Linked DNA regions of Gasterosteus aculeatus: region 2 is linked to region 1. Evidence: chromatin contacts called from public Hi-C data. All regions are on one chromosome and are shown on one strand. The core of a region is the stretch at or near the end of the contact, and the rest is flanking DNA. Distances in the headings are between cores, read along the strand shown. Region 1 holds the start of c8h1orf52 (chromosome 8 C1orf52 homolog). Region 2 overlaps col24a1 (collagen type XXIV alpha 1).

Region 1 (4,628 bases), core at 638-3,137:
GCAAATGTCAACATGTAGGTGAAATGCCTATTGATGTCTGCAGCATAACACCTACTCGACCCCTGTGCTTACAGCTGTGAGCGCTTTCAGTCGACATTAAAGTATTTAAAGAAGAGACATTGATTGTTGCAGGCGAGCTGGATCTCAATCAATATTTTGCCTGAGGATCCTTTTCTCCTCCTCTACGAAATTCTTGTCAGAGGTCGCTTGTCCCATGTCCCTCTTCCTCTTCTCCTTCTGCTGGAAGGTCTCCACTCGACGCTTCTTGCCCGACAGGTCCAGCTGATCGGAATCCTCATCTGACGGCCAGCAGGACGGCAGTAATGGTGGTTGGTTCGGGGGATTTTGTGGGATTTTGTTGGATGGAGAGTGGAAAGCAGGGATTTTTGAATAACTCAACAGCACGCGGTTTATTCATTCTAAAAAGGAGAGTGAAAAAAAGAAAAGGTGCCTTGCTTCCCATTGCATTTGAGGACTGACCTGACTCGGGGAGTTCCTCCTCTGTGGGTAAGAAGCGGGCGTTGCCGGTGAACGGCTGTGGTGCGTCTTGCCCGTTGTCCTCGTACACATTGGACCACTTTATTGCCATGTCCATGCCCGGGGGAGGTCCCTTCTTCTTCTTCTCTGGCTCGGAGGCGTAGCTCTCAGGCGGGGGCACAGCGTTTGTCTTCCATGGCTTGAACTCTCTGGCAGGCTTCAAGTAGCACAGAAAAAACAGCAATTAGACCAGTTTGGACTTTATCAACATAAATGAGCTGTAGCCTCAATGGTGCAGGGAGGCAGTCGGGCCCCATTGCTGAGTTTACACAACGGTTTGAAAAGTTAAATACGGATAATTGAACAAAGCTTGTAGTAGGTGTAGCACAGACGTGACATCTAAATCAATTGTGACTATAGTGGGCGAGCGGAGAGCACGGCGGTCCTCCAATCAGAGGGTTGGCGGTTCGATCCCAGGCCACAATACCTGCAGTGTCCTTGGGTAAGACACTTTGTCTGCTGTGTGTGAATGTTCGCTGCTGATGGGCAGGTGACACCGTGTGCGGCAGCTGCTGTCATCAGCGTGTGAAAGGAGGATGTTGTGCATTTTTACTTACAATATTACTTTCAACTTTCTCATCGATGTGCAAAAAAAAACCCACTATGGCATCCTTCAAATAGTCACATATCGATGACAACAACAACAACACAACCACCACCACCACATAAAACAGAATGAAGCAGAGAAGCTGCAAAGCCAATGTGCTAAATATATTATGGTTGTAATAAATGTGCTGCTTTTTGAATGCAAACACAAAACAAATGTACCCGCGGGGACGTTTCTACTGTTTGTGTTTAGCGGATGTTGTTGTTGTTGTTGTTGTTGTTGTTGCACAATGAATCCCCTACATCGCCGCCTCTACCTCTTCGGGGGCTTTGACCGCCAGACTCTCCCAGTCGATCTCCTTGTTCAGCGGGTTGTAGAGGAAAGCCGGCTTGGACACGGAGCCGAACAGCTCGTCGGGTCTGGGCAACGGAGCCCCGCCGGCGGCCCGTTTGGTGCCCCGCCCGGAGCCCGGAGCCCCGCTTCCCGCGGCGTCTGTCGCCGCTTTCCTCTTCCGACTTTCGCCCTCGTCGCCGGAGCCGCTGCCGTCGCTGCTGTCGCTCAGATCGTCGTAGCTCGAGAAGAAGCCGAGGGAGCCGGACTTGTTTTCGTCCGTCATTTTGTTCGCAAAGCGGGCTCGTGATTTGGCGACAAGCGTTTCCTGTAAACAAAAAAACAAAAGAAAGAAAGAAAACGATACAAAAAAAAATGTCTGTAGAGCTATTCGGTCGGGTTCGGATTAGTACCTGTAAGCCTCTACTCCATTTTGAATCAGCCTCCAAGAGAGTCGTAAAGTGGGAAAGTAGTGTCGTGCTGACTGTCGTAAAGATATTTCACCTGAACCGGAAGTATCCAAGGTACTACAATTGTCGCACAAGTGTGCATTATTGAAGTTACACAGATGTCAGAATTCAATGAAATTACGTTTTTAGTATATTTTGACAAATTATATTTTAGTCTTGAATTGATTTTGTTTTGAGATTAGTGGGCATGTAAAGACATATAAAAGACAGGTCCATAACATACACACTTGCTGTTTAGTTTAATTGTTTTGATATTGAGAATCATGACAGTGTATGAAAATAATTAATATAAATGCTGTATACCCCGTCTTTAAAGCACAACGTTAGAGCAACTACAATTCTTACTGTTAAAAATGTTCTCAGACAAAATAAAAGTTATCAAATGTTTAGTGTCTCAGCCCTGAGGGCCTGTGAGAAATGGAGCATATGTGAGGGGCCAGCAGTCTTGCGCCTATCATAAAATAATTTCACATATACAGAAACAGTCATTTGATTAATCACTACTGCTTCAAAACAGTGAGGCAGATTAGCAATGTTTCACTAACAAGTTTTTGTTCATTACTACAACGTTTATTCGGCAGGCAGTGTGTGAACCTTGACCTGAACTATGAAAGAACTATGAAAGAACAGCATTAATATTAGCGACAATATACTCTGACCACTAGAGTGGAGTATAGTCCCACCAATGTCCCCGACCATCACAAAAAAAATAGGAACTGACACAGAACACCAGACAAACAACTCTGCACTGGCCTGAACCTTTCCCCCTCGGGTTCACAAATGTAATTTCATATTCAAAAACGACTATTGTAGATCCATGACCCTTCAGAAAAATAGATTATCTCTTATGCGTTATGTTTACTTATTAAATGTTCATCCATTGAAGATTCTTTATCTTATTCACATTATTTGGACCTCCACCTTTAGAAGACTAAAGTATTCAGAGGGTCACATCTCTTCTCCTGGTGATTTAGAGCAGTTCAAATAACCTAAACAGTATGTCTTGGGATTTTAGAAGTCTAATAGAAGTCTAAGAAGACTAGAGGGGACAGTCTTCTTTGCCCTTTCACAGGTCAAACAACAACAAAATGCACAGGATCAGTTCACATAAATGATTCTTTCTTCTTGTCATAGTCAATACTAACGTTACAGATTCTTCATATTAGATAATTGCATATTTAGATTGTTTAACTACATACAGGTTATGCCTTTGGATTTAATTAACCACCTTTTATGCGCCGTAGTAGATGCAGTAGCACCAGCGCTGGTACCGTCATGAGTATTAGCATGTAAAGGACTTTTTTATTTTTCAACCGTTTTAGGAAATTCAAAGGAAGGACACTGTCCTATCGCTGTGACAACTGGCCCTTAGCAGGCACGTGCACAGACATTTTGGGGGGCAGGTGCTCAAACAAAAACAAAAGGGCACCCATCGCCAAAATGATTTATGAACTTAATAATAAACTAAATAAATAAAAAACACAGTAGGATATTTCCCGGTGCTTCTCTCTTTGGAGTATCTCATTTCTTGGCATTCTGCTGAAAATGTTGTAAATGAGATGAATCGATGTTGTGCGTGGTTGCATAATTGTTTTTGTACTGTTTTCTGACAGAGTTGAAGCATAAGCAGCTAATAATATACCACAATATACCTCACCACACTGGCTTGTAGCTCAACTTAAGACCTTTAATTTCAACAATTGAGTTAAATTAAACAAAACCAGTGAACTTGTCTAATTTGTAGAACAGTAAAACTGCCTTTAAATTCTCTGCCTGTCTGTCTGCATCTCTCCCTTCAGTAAACATGACAAACGCCAGTAAACAGCTCAACGAGGCTTCGAAATCACGGATTTCGTGAGTTTGTTCATTTTTTAGGAAACAGTCATACCAGTTCTGACATAATGTTTTCAGCAGCGCTAATGTTGTGGTTAAGTTATCACCAAACAACATGGCGGGGGTTTGCACAAACACCGTCATTACCTGTTGGTCCGATGCGGCAGCCATTTGGCCCGCGGAGCAGGTCGGGGCCAAATTCTCACAAGAACTTAAATAAATGCCCCGAAAAATATCTAAACACATTTGGGGGGGGGATTGGTGACAGAGAGAGTTTTTTTTATTCTTAAATATCGGATAAAGAAACAATTGGGCTTCAGCAGAAGGGGCACTTTTCTCACCCAGGGCAAAAGGGCAGTTGCTTGAGCACCTCTAGGGGTCTATCTGTGCACGTGCCTGGCCCCTCGGCTAATGTTTTTCTCTCCAATCTCCTCAGAGACTGACCATGATGTGAGAAATTCCCCATGGAGATGAAAAGCCATACCTCTTCACGTTTCTGTTTAATCTACCCATCCATAATATCTTAAATTACTGTATTCTATCAGTTTAGCTCACATCAGGACACATCTGGGACGGCACGTAGTTTACTATTCGCAAATACAACAGCGAGCAGATGTTTTACTCTTACCATTTCTCTTCTAACTTTTTTACAACTTAGAGAGAAGCAGACCTATTGTTGCTGACTAGGACTTTTCCATCGAAATAATCTCTAATTGTTGACAGAAGGCATATGAGGATATGCCTTCTGTCAACAATTAAAATCACCAAATGGAGAATGTCGAAGCGGCCAAGTAACAGCTGCAGAATAAAAATAAGTATTTTGATGTGCTTGTTTAACCCAGATGGACGTTTTCACTCTTTTATTTAAACTCTACGTCGGACATCTTTGTAATTTTGTGTTTGGAACAATC
Region 2 (4,628 bases), core at 1,028-3,527, 60 kb after region 1:
CCGTTGGGCTTCGGGCTGTCAGCACAGATGACAATAATCTTTTTGTGAAGTTTGGTTTCTGTTTGAAGGCACTTTGCAGGGATTAACATTTCCTGGCAAAGACACTCAGGTCTTGGTTTGATTTTGTGGTTTTATTCCTGGATGGATGAGGATGTGTGATGGGTTGTGATTAGATGAGAACCACAGACCCAGGTGTCGCTCTCTTTCCAGTGGGTCCTGAGAAAGATGTAATATTGAAAACAATTCTGCAGAACGGGTCCAGGATGAAGTTTGGGCTGGAGCCAATTGTTCCCTCTGCAGACCTGATGATCCGTTGTAGTCGGTTCCTGCCCTGGTTTGTGGCCAATCCAAACCACACTGAGATGGAAGAACAGAGAACAGACTGGATGATTAAAACAGGGCCAGCAGCTCCCGATGCAGGTTGAACTCCCTGAGTGAGCTCATCCCTGTCACTTCAGTTTCCCCGGAGATCCACAGCAGACGCGGGGCTGTTGAGTTGAGGGATAAGAGCAGTGGGGAGAGCACACATCCCTGGGAGGGGGCGTTGGTGCTTACAGTCCAGGTACTTGAAGTGATTTTTTCCCAGCGCCACCTGTCTCTCGGGCTGTTAGTAACCCACTGACAGGTGGAGGCTGTGTTTGAGTATCTGAGCGCTGAGCTGAACTCCACAAACACCACCCGTGCGGACGTCCCCGGTGAGTCGAGGTGATGAAGCATGTGGTGGCAAACTTGTTGACGGCATCATCCACCGACCTATTTGCACTGCAGGTGCAATAATGCGGCAGTTTGGCTATAAAGTGGTAACTACTATGCCATTGCACAGTCAACCTTTCTATAATGTTTATTCTTTCTGTTTTGGTGTAAGGGCTATTCAGGGACACCAGGAAGTCCGGGGGACATCGGCCTGCAAGGTGCAGCAGTAAGTGTCAAACACTCGTCTAATACCATGCTGTGATTGTGTGCATGGGGATGATCACACGTAAATCCATTATACTAGCATTATATAACTTATATTAAACTTATCAGATAATTTGCTAGAAATTACTATTGGTTTATTGAGGAGTAATACATAAAAGATAAAATAAGGCTTAAGAAGTGCTGGGTTCCTTTTCAGAAATATCGACATTTGCATTCATAAAATTGCATACAATGATATTATCTGTCAAACCTGAACCGGTTTGCTGAATACTGTAATATGGGCTTTAAGGCCCCATAATAATATTTTTCTTAACTGTCCTGCAATTGTCCTAAAAAGGAATTCAAACGTTCCCATAAACAAGGTTTCTTAGCAGACAGATTGTTCAGTAGGTCTGCTGACGCCTTCGTAACGCGTCCATTAGGACTTGTGTTGATGTGGTATAAAAGACGCATTGAGAGATCTTTCCCAATTTAGAAATATTTACACTGTATTTTATAGTTTTTCTCTGCATTATGCCAAAGGAACACCTTCCTAAATGGCTACTACTTACCTGCCTTCATTCTGTCTCTCAGATCTTACTTGTGTCCGTCTTGATTTTTCTCACAGGGGCTGCAGGGGCAGAGGGGGACTCCAGGCGTTGCTGGGCCAAAGGGCAGGAGGGTAAGAGCAGTCTAACTTCGAGGTCTTTAAGTATCTAAGCCTACTTTTAACTCAACGACTGATGGAAACTTCACTCACCAAGTCCCTTGGCAGTTGGTTTTGCATCACAACCTATTTTCCACAAACCAAAGTTGAAAGCAAGAAATTGGCTCAGGTTTAGTTACAGGTGGATTCGTAATCTCTTTTGAAGGACGCAATGTCAGTTGGATTTGGTGCAGTAATACTGGTGAGACATCGTGTGGCTGAGAGGTGAATGACACCCTCGGGGAACGTAGGTCAAGATCATTGAGACTTCAGTATATCAGTATATCATTTTGCACTCGGAAGCAAATTAATTTATTTAAGAGCAGTTCAAACGATGTGATTCAACTGAAATATCTATCCGGGGCCAACTTTCTGCTCCTTCATATCACAATAATTGTTTGTGCACAACCGTAATGTACAACTATGAATATTTATTTTTCACTAATTTCACTAAACGGATGGTTTGCGTGACCAGAGTAGTTCTACCCAATACCACAACACCTCCTGCACATTACCACGTATCCATCGTTCACTTCCATTTTACCAGAGCAAAACATATGGCAGTACTTAATATGTCACGTCTTTACCGTAATCCACACGTGTCAGTCTGTGGTTGCATTTCCCGTCTGGCTGAGGTGAGATATACATCGTTACCCTCATCCGCCCTCCTCGTCTGGCGCCTGTTTTTGTTTTAGGAAAACATGTCACGCGCCATTGATCTCTGCACAGTTGAGAGATCAGAATGCAACGTAATGGAAGGAAAATAAAGCAAATCAATCATACTTATCAGTTCAGCCTTTGAGCTCTGAACGATCCAGGCGTAGACTGGAGCTGAATTATTTGCGTAGCGCCTTCGCTAGTCGATGATTTCTGATGAACTACCTCCTCAATGTTTCAACCTGCTACCGTCACAGAAAACCGTAATAACGTGTTTCACAACTTGTGCACAAATTGGTTGAATTGCCTTCCTTGCTTTATACAAACATGTCAAACTATTTATTCTGTTTACAAATGGGCCTGTCAGACCATCTAAACATGTTAATGATGGCATTAGGTTTATCAGTACCTATGGCCTAAATTAATGAATGTTATAACTTCTTACATTTAACTCATTGAGAAGAAGCAGTGAAACACTGAGGACAGGGCGCAGGTTACGTTAGCGTTGGTCACTTTGCAGAATTGATTGCCTCAATGAGCTTTGAACCCAGATTGGTGAAAGAGACAAACTATTAAGGGACAGAGAGAGACGAAGACAAAGCCATGTGTGTCTCCCTGGAGGCGTAATGGGAGTAAAGTGATCTGACAGGGGTGAGAGCCGGATTGAAAGCCAGAGGCTCAGACTAGAAACTGATAGAGAGACATGAAAGGAAGAGACATAAAAGAAAAGGGTGGACAAGAGAGGGAAGAGGAGGGTCTTGTGTTGTATTTACAGATTTGTATCTGTCCCCTTACCTGTAAGTTGGCACTACATTGCTGGGAAACCCATGCAATGTTAGTGGGAGTGGTTTTTGGTGGTGTTTCACAGATATATATATATATATATATATATATATCTGTGAACTAAGGTATGATGCTTCAAAGTATGTGTTACCTAAACTGCTCATTCTTCTTTGAGTGATGAAAGGTGTGTCTCATGTTTCCTTCGCACAGGGGCCCCAGGGTCCAGAAGGCCCACTCGGTGAACCAGGCCCTCAGGGCACCAAGGTAAAGCTGTGTGAACATGGGACAATCCTCCTGCATATTGGCCACAGTGTTACAGTTGAAATGATTTGTCACATAATGTGGATGATTTATTTCTTTTAGTTCCTCCAAAGTTTTCCAAAATGTGTCGAAACCTTTTGTTTTCAGGGTGAACGGGGTGACATTGGACCAAAAGGAGAGTCGGGATTCATAGTAAGTAAACTTTAAAAATGTTGCAAAATGTATTTTTGTCTTTTATCTTATAGACAGAAAAAGAGTTTTATTACATAACAGGCCACAACGTTTGTATTTTACATGCTGAACACATTTCCGGATGAAGACTTCAGGCTCTTAAGAAATGAAAACACCCATATTTTAGTAACGAAAGCCATGAATAATCCTTGTCATAGAAAGGCATCAACCTGAGGCCTTGAGGTTCACATACGCATTACTTTTGAACACTCGCGTGGAAAAGACATTTCCACATCATCAACCCTTGGGCCCCTCTAAAAGCTCGGCGAGTCTTTCATCAGTCTTTATTTGCAGAATGGGCCTTTGTCTTAGCACCTCGGTACCGAGTTTCTCCCAAACACAGTTATTATGTAGAGCTGCCAGCTTTTAGAGAGGAAGCCGGAGCTAAACCTAATCCTAATCCTAATAAAACCAACAAAGGACAAATATTAAAGGGCTTCATAACATTGCTCTGTAATATACAAAACATTATGTAGGAATTTATGAGCAAACAGTAGGTTTAAATTCAACAAACACTTAATTAATGTCACACCTATAACATTTCTACCTGTAACAAGTCATTCCAAATGACCTGGGCAAGAAACTAAGGAGCACATCCCTGTTAAACCCATTATTAGAAGTGGTGCTTTGCAGACATGAAAGATTACTATGTTTTCAGTATTTCTCTCAAAACGGATTATAATAATTATTTGGTTATTTGGTTTGACTGCTTGTTAATCATTTAAATAATGATTTCTCCTCTGCAGGGCAAGGCGGGCAGTCCGGGAGCAAGAGGCCCTCCAGGGAAGAATGTAAGTAATGTTTAACTGAATGCTGAATCTCTCTTTCAGCTCTAATTATCCTCTTCACTAAAGCATGAACCATCACTATGACAACAGCAGACACCACGCACTTGTAAAACATTCACACATCCTCTTTTTACCAGAAATATATATAATTATACCTTTAAGAGTGTGGACCTACAAAGTCACTAAAGAGGAGGTTGTTGAAGTTAAAAACAGGGACTGTGTATTTTTTCCGAGTACAATCAAAATATATGTGCATTTATCCCCCTTATTCAACTAATGTGCGTTGGTGTGAGTTTGAACGTGTC

The links. A called contact is a pair of places that touch in the nucleus more often than the background predicts.
Region 2: a contact with region 1 is called in a Hi-C map of skeletal muscle, with 13 times the contacts expected there. The contact joins the enhancer-like site here to the promoter of c8h1orf52 in region 1. A contact is called at or near these places in 5 of 6 Hi-C or Micro-C datasets (liver, skeletal muscle, tail fin and 1 more).

What each region holds. Positions count from the first base shown.
Region 1 is chr8:9,908,578-9,913,205 of fGasAcu3.hap1.1, forward strand. It overlaps c8h1orf52 (chromosome 8 C1orf52 homolog), which reads right to left and starts at 1,888. Exons shown (of 4, transcript XM_040184016.2): 1 at 1,828-1,888; 2 at 1,401-1,742; 3 at 481-694; 4 at 1-299. The coding sequence starts at 1,700. The coding sequence ends at 145.
Region 2 is chr8:9,968,049-9,972,676 of fGasAcu3.hap1.1, forward strand. It overlaps col24a1 (collagen type XXIV alpha 1), which reads left to right. Exons shown (of 60, transcript XM_078108108.1): 27 at 866-919; 28 at 1,526-1,579; 29 at 3,254-3,307; 30 at 3,452-3,496; 31 at 4,282-4,326. Among protein-coding and RNA genes, the nearest start is that of znhit6, 20 kb to the right of the region's middle. Within about 2 kb of position 2,278, at least 1 of the 9 cell types and tissues checked has open chromatin away from gene starts, as enhancers often do.